Linked DNA regions of Anser cygnoides: region 1 is linked to region 2. A link is a contact called in public Hi-C data. All regions are on one chromosome and are shown on one strand. Each heading gives the region's core, a stretch centred on a gene start, on an enhancer-like site or on the middle of the called end of the contact. The rest is flanking DNA. Distances are from core to core; before and after follow the strand shown.

What was found. Hi-C and Micro-C count contacts between places; a contact is called where the count stands out from the background.
Region 1: a Hi-C map of liver shows a contact between it and region 2, with 7 times the contacts expected there. The contact joins the promoter of IGSF5 here to the promoter of ETS2 in region 2. A contact is called at or near these places in 2 of 7 Hi-C or Micro-C datasets (both in liver).

What each region holds. Positions count from the first base shown.
Region 1 is chr1:116,229,495-116,234,732 of Taihu_goose_T2T_genome, reverse strand. IGSF5 (immunoglobulin superfamily member 5) reads right to left here and starts at 1,256. Exons shown (of 8, transcript XM_066979010.1): 1 at 1,115-1,256.
Region 2 is chr1:115,922,407-115,927,784 of Taihu_goose_T2T_genome, reverse strand. ETS2 (ETS proto-oncogene 2, transcription factor) reads right to left here and starts at 2,277. Exons shown (of 10, transcript XM_048071484.2): 1 at 1,909-2,277.

The sequences.
Region 1 (5,238 bases), core at 7-2,506, 310 kb before region 2:
TTCAGTTTGCCCCACAAATCTAAAAGGGCAGCCCTGTGAATTAATCAACGTTCTAAACCGAGCCTGTGTGCTGATTTCTTCATCTGTAGGTTGGGAAGGGGGTTAGTTTGCAGGTTGCTTTGGGTTTTCCTGAGGTATTTTGAAAGCCTGTGTGTTTCCTTGGCTACACGCTCACCTGCAGGGTTGTGTGCCGAGGAGCCCGGTGCAGGCAGCTGAGGGGAGGGTCAGGGTGTGAGACCTGCAGGGGCTTTTCCCTTCTCTCTCACTGCCCTAGCCTTCCGCACGTACACACGCTAGCTGGTGGCATTTCAGTGTTAGTATTATCTGTGGTGTTAACTGAAACAGCCCAAGCAAAACACCAGGAAGCAAGTCCAAAAGACGGTGTCGTGTCCTTTTCTAGGAAGTCACCAACCCAGGGAGGATCTGCATGTCCAGAGAGCACCCCGGGAGCCAGCATATCCCTAAAGCCAGCAGCCGTGGCTCGTAATCCCACTTATAAACTCAGTTGCACCCATATAAACTCAGCAGAGCAAATTGTTATGGAGGAAAACAAATGTGCTAGGACCTTCCGTACAATTCAGGCCAAGATCAGTAAATAACTTGGGGTGACATAAAATGACCAGGGAAAAGAAGGGAAACCTAGCTTTCAGTTTTACCTTGTACATTTCGAAATGGACTTTCAAAGAAAAACGATCTCATCCCCACAGAGGGAAAATATTCTGAAGCAGAGTATTTTGCCTCATGGTAAATTAAATGCCTGGGGCTAGCCCCAGCCACTTTTTTTTATCTCCGGTCGTGATCTTTTCCTGGTCCACAGGTGCACTGGTGATCGGTATCGCTGGCCTTGCCCTGACCTGAGCCTATCCCGCACCCACACCAGAGGAAGGGGACAGTATCTGCCTAAACACTTGGCAGCCGACGTCCCACCGCCAGCCCAACTGAGGAAGGAGCCGGGGACAGGGTTAAGCTGTGTTTCCCAGCCACTCCCTCTGCCAAGACAGCGCAGTGCCTCTGGATCACCTCCCCTGAATGCCAAAAAGAGTTTTTCCGCCCACTTTCCTTTACAGACCGCCAGCATTCAAAGCCACGCTCCCAGCCCTGGGCAAGCCCTCACCTTTTCTCCTGGAGGAATCCTTCCCCAGGCCCCGGCCTAGCCGCCGCCACCTCTGGCCAGGAGTGCCGACCTCTCCCCGCTCTGCCGCTGGGCTTGGGCTTCGGTGTGACATTGTCCTTTCGGTAGATAAGGAAAGGGTTGTGTCTTCCCCCCACCAGCCTCCTCCCACCCGCCCCAATATGCATATTGTGGTGTTAATATTTAACCGGCCCTGCAGGAGGAAGGGCGTCATGCTGATGGCAGGCTGGCAGCAGAAAGCTGCGGACCGTCCCGACCTGAAAAGCTGGATTGGCGACGACACCTGATGTCTCGGGAGAGGGCTGCTGGGCTGCCTGCACAGGGCGCAGTGACGGACTCGGTGACATTTACTTATCACATTCTGTAGGCAGGAGAGTGTGCACCGGTGCTGTGTGCCCGGGATGGAGCTAGTGCCACCATCATAGTGCTGCATGCAACGTGGCAGGGAGCAGAAGCATGGGGTCCCGTCTGAGAGGTGGGGCTGGGGACAGAGCTGGAGACAAGACCCACGACATGGCACCAAGGGGACTGGGCCAGGGCCAGGGCCAGCCTGCAGCATTGCTGGGGCAGGGAATGATGGCCCCAAGGGCTGAGATGGGGTCCTTGGCAGTGGGGGGCTGCTGAGGGAGTGCCCTCAGGGACCTGGCGAAATGGGCCCTTCCTGTGAAGTACAAGTTTATAAGCAGGTGGTGAGAAAACTAGACTGTTTTCCCATCTTCTAGTGGAGAAAACAGTCCCCAAGTGATTTGGGTTTTCGTTTTTTATCTTCCTTGCCTCCCAGTTTTTATTTTGTGGATTTTTTTACACTATGTCAAGAAAATGTTCATTCATGTATTTTTATTTGATTCTAAAATATTTTGATTTACTTTGCAGGGTTAAACCAAACCTTTTTTCTGCTACATCCATAGTCATTTCTGTTCATCAAAGCTGCAGTGCTGCCTTGTGAGAGACGCTCTTGCAACTGCTGCAGTCTTCTTCCTCTGAGAGCTGAACTGCATCCTTCATGTTACACCAACATTGGCCAGTAAGTTGAATGAATGTGACACATCAGGAGATACTGGTACTTCCCTCTGCCGGGAAGCTTAAATCGTAAAGAAGGGACATATGATTTTCCTGAACTGTATTTCCTACTAAGCACAGTAACAGTTCTAGCAAGTAGAAATTAATGCCATGCTGACTCAAAAAGAAAAGATTCACTTCAGCAAAGGGAAACAAAACATTCTGTTTGGGGAATTTTGATCAATTTCCAAAATTAAATTTCAGAAAATTCACCTTATTAGAAAAACTATCACCCTGACTTGTTAACAAACAAAGAGCAAACCTACTGGGACTTTCTGAGCAATTATACTTTTTTTCATTTTGCATCTTTGCTTTTCCAAACATGTCTCTTTTATCAAGTCTAAAATATTGCACTCTTGTTCAACCAAAAGCCCTAATTTCATAACAGTTTTCTTGAGATACTTTCTATGAATACTTTGATTTCCATCCAAACAGAACTATAGTAAGAAAAAGGGAAACATCTAATAAACAGTTTCCATCTCTAGTTGCTCAAGTGGGAAAAGTGCAGAAGGTTAAAATGGATTGACTGGATTTTCAGTTTAGATTAATAAAGATAACTCTTTGTAAAAAAGCTTCAGAAAGGATAATAGCTGCTTTTAGAACTTGTACAAAACTATCATTTGGCACTACCAAGAAGAGATTGGCTGTCATCTTTGTAATTGATCTTCAGGTAGATTTAAGCTGCTATTAGATCACCCTTTAACCTCTCCTCTGCCAGACTAAAGCTCTACCCCCTCAGCATCTCTTCACCAGTGCTGTGCTCTAGATTCCTGACCACTTGACCTCCTGTCACCGGACCCTCTCCAGGTTTTCCATGCCCTACTTGAACTGAGGGACACGAAGACATACACTGATTTCCAGATGTGTCTAGTAAGGAGCATAATAGTTTCTAAGAACTTGCTGGCAGCTCATCTCTGAACATGACCTAGTACATGGTTTGTCATATTTACAAATAGAACTTAACAAAAATTGTGATGATCACTTATAAAAGCTCTTATACCAGTTTTTACCCCTATATTGGAAGTTATTTTTCATAGAACATTACTCATAAGCAGCTGCTAAACGAAGTACTCAATTTATGGGTAACACAAAAATACCAGTTGACTTGTTCTTTTTAACAAAGATGCTGATAAGAGATAAAACACACAAAGCCACTTTGAAGAGTCAGGTTTCATCACTAAACACAACTGTGTTCATATTTTATAAACCAACTTAAAGATTTCAAATAAACATGTACGTTGAATGTACAAAATTCTGCTATTATATTAAAGACTATGCACTAAATAAAGAAAATTCCTGGGGCAAGAATGACATAAACTAGGTTAATCTTGGGCTTCATACAGAAGTTTTAAGGAAAAGAAAAAAAAAAAACCAAAACACTACTTCATGCCTAAGTATTGGAGGGAATTTTCAAACACAGCATTCCCCCTTCTCCTTTTTCTAAAGGGAGGGTTTCTGATTGATCGGGCCTTGGAAAACAGCCACAAATGAGCAAACTGGTATTTGCTATGCTCTGGCCCATCTTTGACAGGACGAGTTGAGCAGTGGTCCCCAGTCTATGAATGCTTTATATGTTAGTACCTACCAGATGACGTGCCTGAGCACCTAAATTTGGCCAGACCATGTTGGAAACATGTCCATGGAGCTTGGGCATGTATCTGCATCAGGGTCCATCGTTCTTCTCAAACCAGGCAGACTGGTGGATGCAACACATATAAATCTGTATCTGTAGGCAGACTCTGAGTCAGTCTGGACTTATTATATGAGCTTTAGTACTCATGCCACTAGGGCCAGCACAGAGGAGGTGAAGATACATTGGCAGCCATTCTGGAAGAAGTGGAGTACGGGGAGTGGGAGGAACTGCCCGCAGGACTCTGAGCATTGCCAGATTTCTCCAAACAGGCTCAGATGTCACGTACAGGGGGCACCACTGGTCTGGGAGGAGGTTTTTGCTTCCAAAGGCCCAGATGTACCTTGGTGAGGCACTCTCCTGGAAGGCTGGGTTCCTTCTGATTTTGGAGTTCTTCAGGTCAAAGTGGTCTGAAGACTCACATTTCCCACCTCATGAAAAAATTACCTGATGACTACTGCACAATAGACCACCAGCATGCTCAGGGAAAGTGGTTTTTAGCTCGACATTCCACGTTCACAGTTCTGCTGGGGCACCTCCATCTATGCAGAAGATAAGGCTTCATCTGTTCAGTACCTCACTGGTTTTGCTGTCCCCTCACACAGCCTGCTGGCCTCGGTTACAGGCATATCATTCTCACCCCCTCGATGTAGATAGGATTAGTTGAAGCCCACAGCAGGAACTGGGTGCACTGTGGCCTAGAGCATCCACCATGTCTGGTTCTGGATCTGACCCGAGTGGGAGTCATCAGAAAAGCACCTGTCACCTCCACCCACGCACTGTCTGGCTTGATCTCATCAGCTGAAATCCTCCTGGGTGCATCTGGTGCACAGTGACTGGGTTCAAATGTCCTTTGTTTTCCCTGGGGCTGCTTAGGCAACCAACACATGTATTAGTATTTTATTATTATTTTTCACTGCCCTTGTTAGTTCCTTCTTTACTTTGACTTTTCTAATGAACCGTCATATCATGATGAATGCAGCCATTGGCATTGGTTAGTATGTGCGTGGGATAAGACATTACGCAGCATGGTAAAGGGTACAAATCCCCAGCCACCAAGAACAAGGTACACATACAAGATTACCCATACTCATGAGTGTTTGAAAGATCAAGTCCTAAGTTTGCCAGCCTGATGCAAATGGAAAATCATTTTGTGAATCATCAGCCTGTGTACCATGCAGATTCCTTCCTCCCACTCCAGTTTCTCTAGACACTTCTTTCCAATTCTCCCTTTTTCTTCTGCCTGTGAGTAGGAGGATTTTTGCCCATTTTTTCCAACCTTTCCAAAGTCTTTTTCATACACCATATCATTTCTTCTACAGCTACTCAAATGTGTAAGCTGCTGGAGCAACCCTCAGAATTTTTTTGTTCTGGGCTGTGTTAGTCTGGAACATATGTCTATACAGCCTGCTGTGCC
Region 2 (5,378 bases), core at 1,028-3,527:
TAATTACAAGCAATTTCTCTCTAGCCATTTTAACATGGGAAAAATAAATCAAAATACAGTCTTGAACTCAGAAAGAGATGGCAAATGAGAGCTTAACAAAACAAACAGAGCCTGCCAAAATGACAAATTCAAAGTCTGTCTGTATAGCAGAGGAAGAGAAAAATACCCAACAGCTAAAGACAGATCCCTTTCATCCTCCTATATAAGCAATCACCAAAAAAAATATAATAATAAGAGTCCTTAATCTGAAAGGCCCATTTCAACTTCACTGTTATGAGATGTATGGGGCTTATCACCAAAACAAAACAAATCAACTGGATACAAAAAGAACAGTCAACTTATACTTCATTAACGCTACCCAAAAGTGCAACCTACTGAATGATGGGTTTCACCTCAAATAGTGTATACAAATATTTGTGCTAAATTACACATCTCATTGAGCACCAAAGAATTTTACACAGCATGAGTCTCACTCAGCAAGCATCCTAATATTTTCATTACATTTCCCACTGTTTAAGCTGTTTACCCCTGCATTCAACTGAGCTTTTTAAAAACAAACAAACATATGGCCATTTCTAATACCCTGTTTCAATGCTGAAATCAGCACAGTTATATAGGGATAAGTAGCTATAAGCCTTACCAGTGGGATAGCACTTGTGAAAACACTATGCACATTTTCAGTAATCTTAGATCTGATCCCCAGTGAGCCCTACAAACAGGATTTCTGACAATTCCAGGTGCAGTCCTGGCCTCTGCATTAATTCTGTTGGGAACCTTCCCACTGATTAAAAGGTTTCCATCCTTCCCAGCTTTTTGTTTGTTTTTTTCGGACACACTTACAGCACTAAGACAGAGGGTTGACAAGAAGCCTTCATTACTTGGCGTTGCTCATTAACCCAACTCGTTGCATTTCCATGGCCTTCCCTGTGCGCTACGCACCTTGTGAAAAAGAGACATCGGAGCTTTGGTCTAACAACACAGGCAGATCCTACCACGTTTTGTAATGCTCTAACCAAATCTCTCAGGCTGTTACAGGTTCCTAGAGCCTTTGCTTACCACACATCAGTTTCCTACCCTGCAGCATGACCACCTTCCAGCACGAGACCTGCAACAAGCTATCAGGATCGACAAGGCAGCATAGCTTCTCACGATGAAAGGGTTAAAGCCTTTTTTTTTTTTCCACTGGACTCCAAAAGCTGCTGTTTGAGTCCAGAAAAGACACTAGGGCATGATGTGCCTGGGCCTCACTTCCAGCTCCTCCGCCGCCGCCGCTGACTGCGACTTGCCAGCTATAATTGGTTTAACTGGCAGGACACCTTCAACACCCCCGCAGAGCCGAGCGGGTGAACCAGAACAGGGTCAACAGGATCAGGCACTTATTAACTAATACTCCTGAATTCTGATCAACTTCTCTTCAGCAATAACCGGGTGCTCGCCCACAGCCCGAGCGGGCTGGGAACCCATCCACCAGGCGACCTAAGCCATGCTAGTGCCTGCAGTGAGAGAACCTCCACGGCTTTTTCTTCTTAAAAACAAAGAAAAAAAGAAACAAACAACCCCAAACCAAGCAAACAGAACCCTACAAACAAACAAACAAAAGGAGTAACCGGGCTCCTGTCAGCAGGATCTCGTTTCCCACCTATGCCCAACCCCCTACAGCTGCCGGGGGGAGCCCCCCTTTGGCACCCAAACTCAGACAGGGGAAATTCACCCGACCCGGCGTTTTTGGGGTCCCTTTCGAACACCCTCTGCCCGTTAACCCCTTCCTGCCCGCCTTGCCCCGGCCAAGCCCCCTCCCCCGCCGCGGGCGGCGCCGGCCGCCATCACCCCCCCCGGGTCCGGGCTGGGGGCGATGCCCGGAGCCCCCCCCCCCGGGCTCGGGGTTCCCCCGGGATGCCCCCCGCTCACCTGGCCCCCGAGCGCGGAGCTCGCCTGCTCCTCGGCTAGCCCCCTTCCCGGCAGCAGCAGGGTCCAAAAAAATTAAAATATAAAAAAAAAATAAAATTAAAAAAAAAAAAAAAAAGGAAAAGAAGGCGCGCTGCCTCTCCCCGGGAGCCAAAATATCCTCGATGGGGCAGAGCCGGCCAACAACAACAGCAGCGAAGAAGGAGGAGGCGGCGGCGGCGGCAGCGCCGGCTCGATCCCAGCGGAGAGTCCCGGAGGAGGAGGAAGGGGGCGGGAGGAAGGAGGAGGGAGGCGGGCGGCTGCGTGGGCGCTGCCGGGCCGAGCCGAGCCGAGCCGAGCCGGGCGGAGGCGCCGCTCGGAGCCGTGTGCGCTGCGCTGTGCCGCGCCGCCCGCCCTGCCCGGCGCTCTTCAGCGGGCAGGGGGCGGTGGCGGCCGGGGGACCGCCCCCCGGAACCCGGCCCCTTCGGCAGCGGGGCGGCGGGGAGCGGGGCGGAGGCCGCGGGAGGAGCGGGGTAGCCCGCTGTGCCCTGGTTTTGGGGGTCCGGGGGGTGCCATGGGTGGCTGTGCTGGCTGGGGGACTGTGGGAGGGGACCCCCACAGTTTGGGGAAGGGAAAAAAGGCAGTTTGGGGTCATTCCAGAAACACATTACCCCCCCCCCCCCGCCGCCCCGTCTGATCTATACACCATTTAACTCATCAGGGACATTTTCCATGCTTAATTAACGCCCGGCCTCAAGAATGCTAAGATAGGAGAATCAACACCGACGTGCCCAGTGACCTCCCCTGCCCAAGTGAGACCCTGGGCCCAGGGAGGGCAGCAGCCCCCGTGCATCCACCCTCGCTTCCACCCTTTCCTCCTCTTGGTTTCTGGTGACCCTCAAGGGAGCTGAACTGCCTTTAAAATGCTGTTCTTCAAGCTTGCTGTGACACGCTGCTTCATTTAAGCTAACTCCAATCTCAAATTAACACTTGTGTCGTATGGCTGTAGCTTCTCTTGGAACAGGAGCCCCCAGTAGCTGCCACCCCTCGGTTCCTCACCAGATTTCAAATGACCCTTTGCCACGTGCCGAAGCTGTGGTTATTCGTACCGACAGAAAGCTACAGTGCCTTTGGCTGGTGGTGGTGCAGTTGTCGGGGCCACCTCCTTCGATGCTCTCCAGCTATTTCTGGCCGCAGCAAAGGCCAGACCATGCCACTTGTTGCCTCAGAGTAAGATTTTTCTGGTATTTCTTTCAAACTCTTCAGAATACCTCCTCCTCTCCCTAGGAAAGTGGCTGTTACTTGTTTCCTTACGGCCAAATGTCACCAGGCAAGTTGTGACAGCACACGTTGAGACTGGAAGAAAAGTCTTGATTATGCCAGTGACATTTCTCACTTCGGGAGAGTCCTGATCTAATAAGGCAACATCTGTTAGAATCCTAAGGGAAACCATTAAAAACTGTATGTCAGCTGGATAGCAGTTTTAATTATAACACTGACAAAAACAATTGTGCCACCCTTTATACAGGGGAAACATCTGCCAAAAAGATAAGATGAAAGGCTGGGAGTTATTTATTTCTTGCTAAATTGATGTGCTGGAATCTGGAGCAAAATGATTAAGTTGGCTGTATTTTCCGCTATTTAAAATCTTATTTTAAAAGTGATTCTTATCATATACATATATTTAATTTCATCAACACTTATTGCTGGTATAAAATTCACTGTTGCTCCTTTACAAATGGTACTCGCTCAGTACGCTTGAGTGCATGATATATATCAAAATTGATATATATTTTATAAAATGGACCTGATCAACCCAAATGAACAGTGAGGGTAGCCCTGCTTGTGTCAAGGACACTAAGAGCTACTTTCCGACCTGGATTATTCTATAAGTCTGCGTTCCCTCTGTACTACTCATTGTCAGAGACTAAAAGCTAGAGAGAGAAAGAAAAAATAGTTTTTGTTTTGGTTGAAAATGCTTCTGTATTGTACAAGTGTGTTTTGTTTTATTTTAGGAAGCGTCCATCTGCCTCACAATTGCTTTAGCCCTTATCTGTGTTTTTTTGCACGTGTGTTGGTATACAGAGAGATAAAAGGAGGAGCTGTGTATAACCTGATGAATAATCATGGCGTCAGCACCAAGCTGTAAACGTTGGACATTTTTTGTTGTGGACCCACTAGTGCTTTCTGGTTTTTTAGGGTGAGGGAGAACTAGCTCCAGTACTCAGGGTTGAAGTGGCTAGAAAGACAAAAAGAAAGCACAGAGATAAAGATAATAATAATAATAAATATTTGCATAATCACTGTACTAGGATTCTGTGGTAGTCCAGATAACATTTTTTTCTTTTCAGTCCTTGTTGTTTATAACTTTCTTGTTTTAAAGAGGACCCACGCTGCAAGTAGGTTGTTTATGTTTGTTTGGTTTTGGTCTTTTTTTTTTTTTTCCTTTTTTCCTTCCTCTGCAATAGTATCTCAGAAATATGCCAAAAAGCGACCCTCTTGTAGTGCAGTGAATTAAGGTGAAGGAACTTTTCGCATTTGTTACAGTATTCAAGTACATGACGTTTTGTGCTGAAAGCAATGGATGGTTGTCCGAGGGGATAATTTGGCCCCAGATTTCTGACCTGAGCAGCCGCAATGCTAATTTGCAGGTTCACTGGAGGAGAGGAGGAACAGCTGAGTGCTGGGGCATCCCAGGGATGTATTCTCGCCCGTGCCAAAACAGAGGGGGAATAAGATCCTAAAAATGTAGAGGTTTAAAGCACAAAGAGGGAATGAGAGGCAGCAGGTATGTGGCAGAGCTGCATTGCAGCCAGAGCTCCAGCGAAGGTATGACTTACTTCTCCAGAATTTCTCTTGCGACACTGAGAGGACACTCAGGAGTGAAAACCCTGTTGTGCTTTCAAAGTATGCGCTGAGCACTCATCTGCATGTTGGCTCAGCTCCCCTGCCCATGTGTGTTTGGGGCATGCGTGGCCCTCCTCCTCATCCTTCTCCTCCTCCTTTTTCTCCTCCTCCTCCTCTTCTTGGCGAATGCCTGGGATCACAGGGTGACCAAAACAGGGTTCAGCACCTGGCCACCCTGTCCCTCTGGGTAGGGTAAACAAACACCCTGGTCATGCATTGATGAAAGGAGGCTGCCTGCTCGTGCCCCCCAAAGACAATTAACAATGAAATGCCGGCAGGGAGCATCTGTAAGATCACAGCGTAAAGGGTCTCGGGAAGTGACAGCTTTGGAAAGTAGAGACCTGGTTATCTTGGACTTCAAACAACACGCTGTTATGGTTGAAACAAAGGATGAAACTCGTTGGCCCCATGGTTCAAATACAGCTAAACCAAAATATTTATACAGGGCTGGGGAAAGGGCGGTATCAAGAAGTCTTTATATACGTAATATATTCTTCACTTGGTGAGGAAGAAGCTGTTAAAATAAAACACCACCAACTATCCCCAACGAAAAGCTCTCCCCACAGTACATGGTGAACAAAATATGA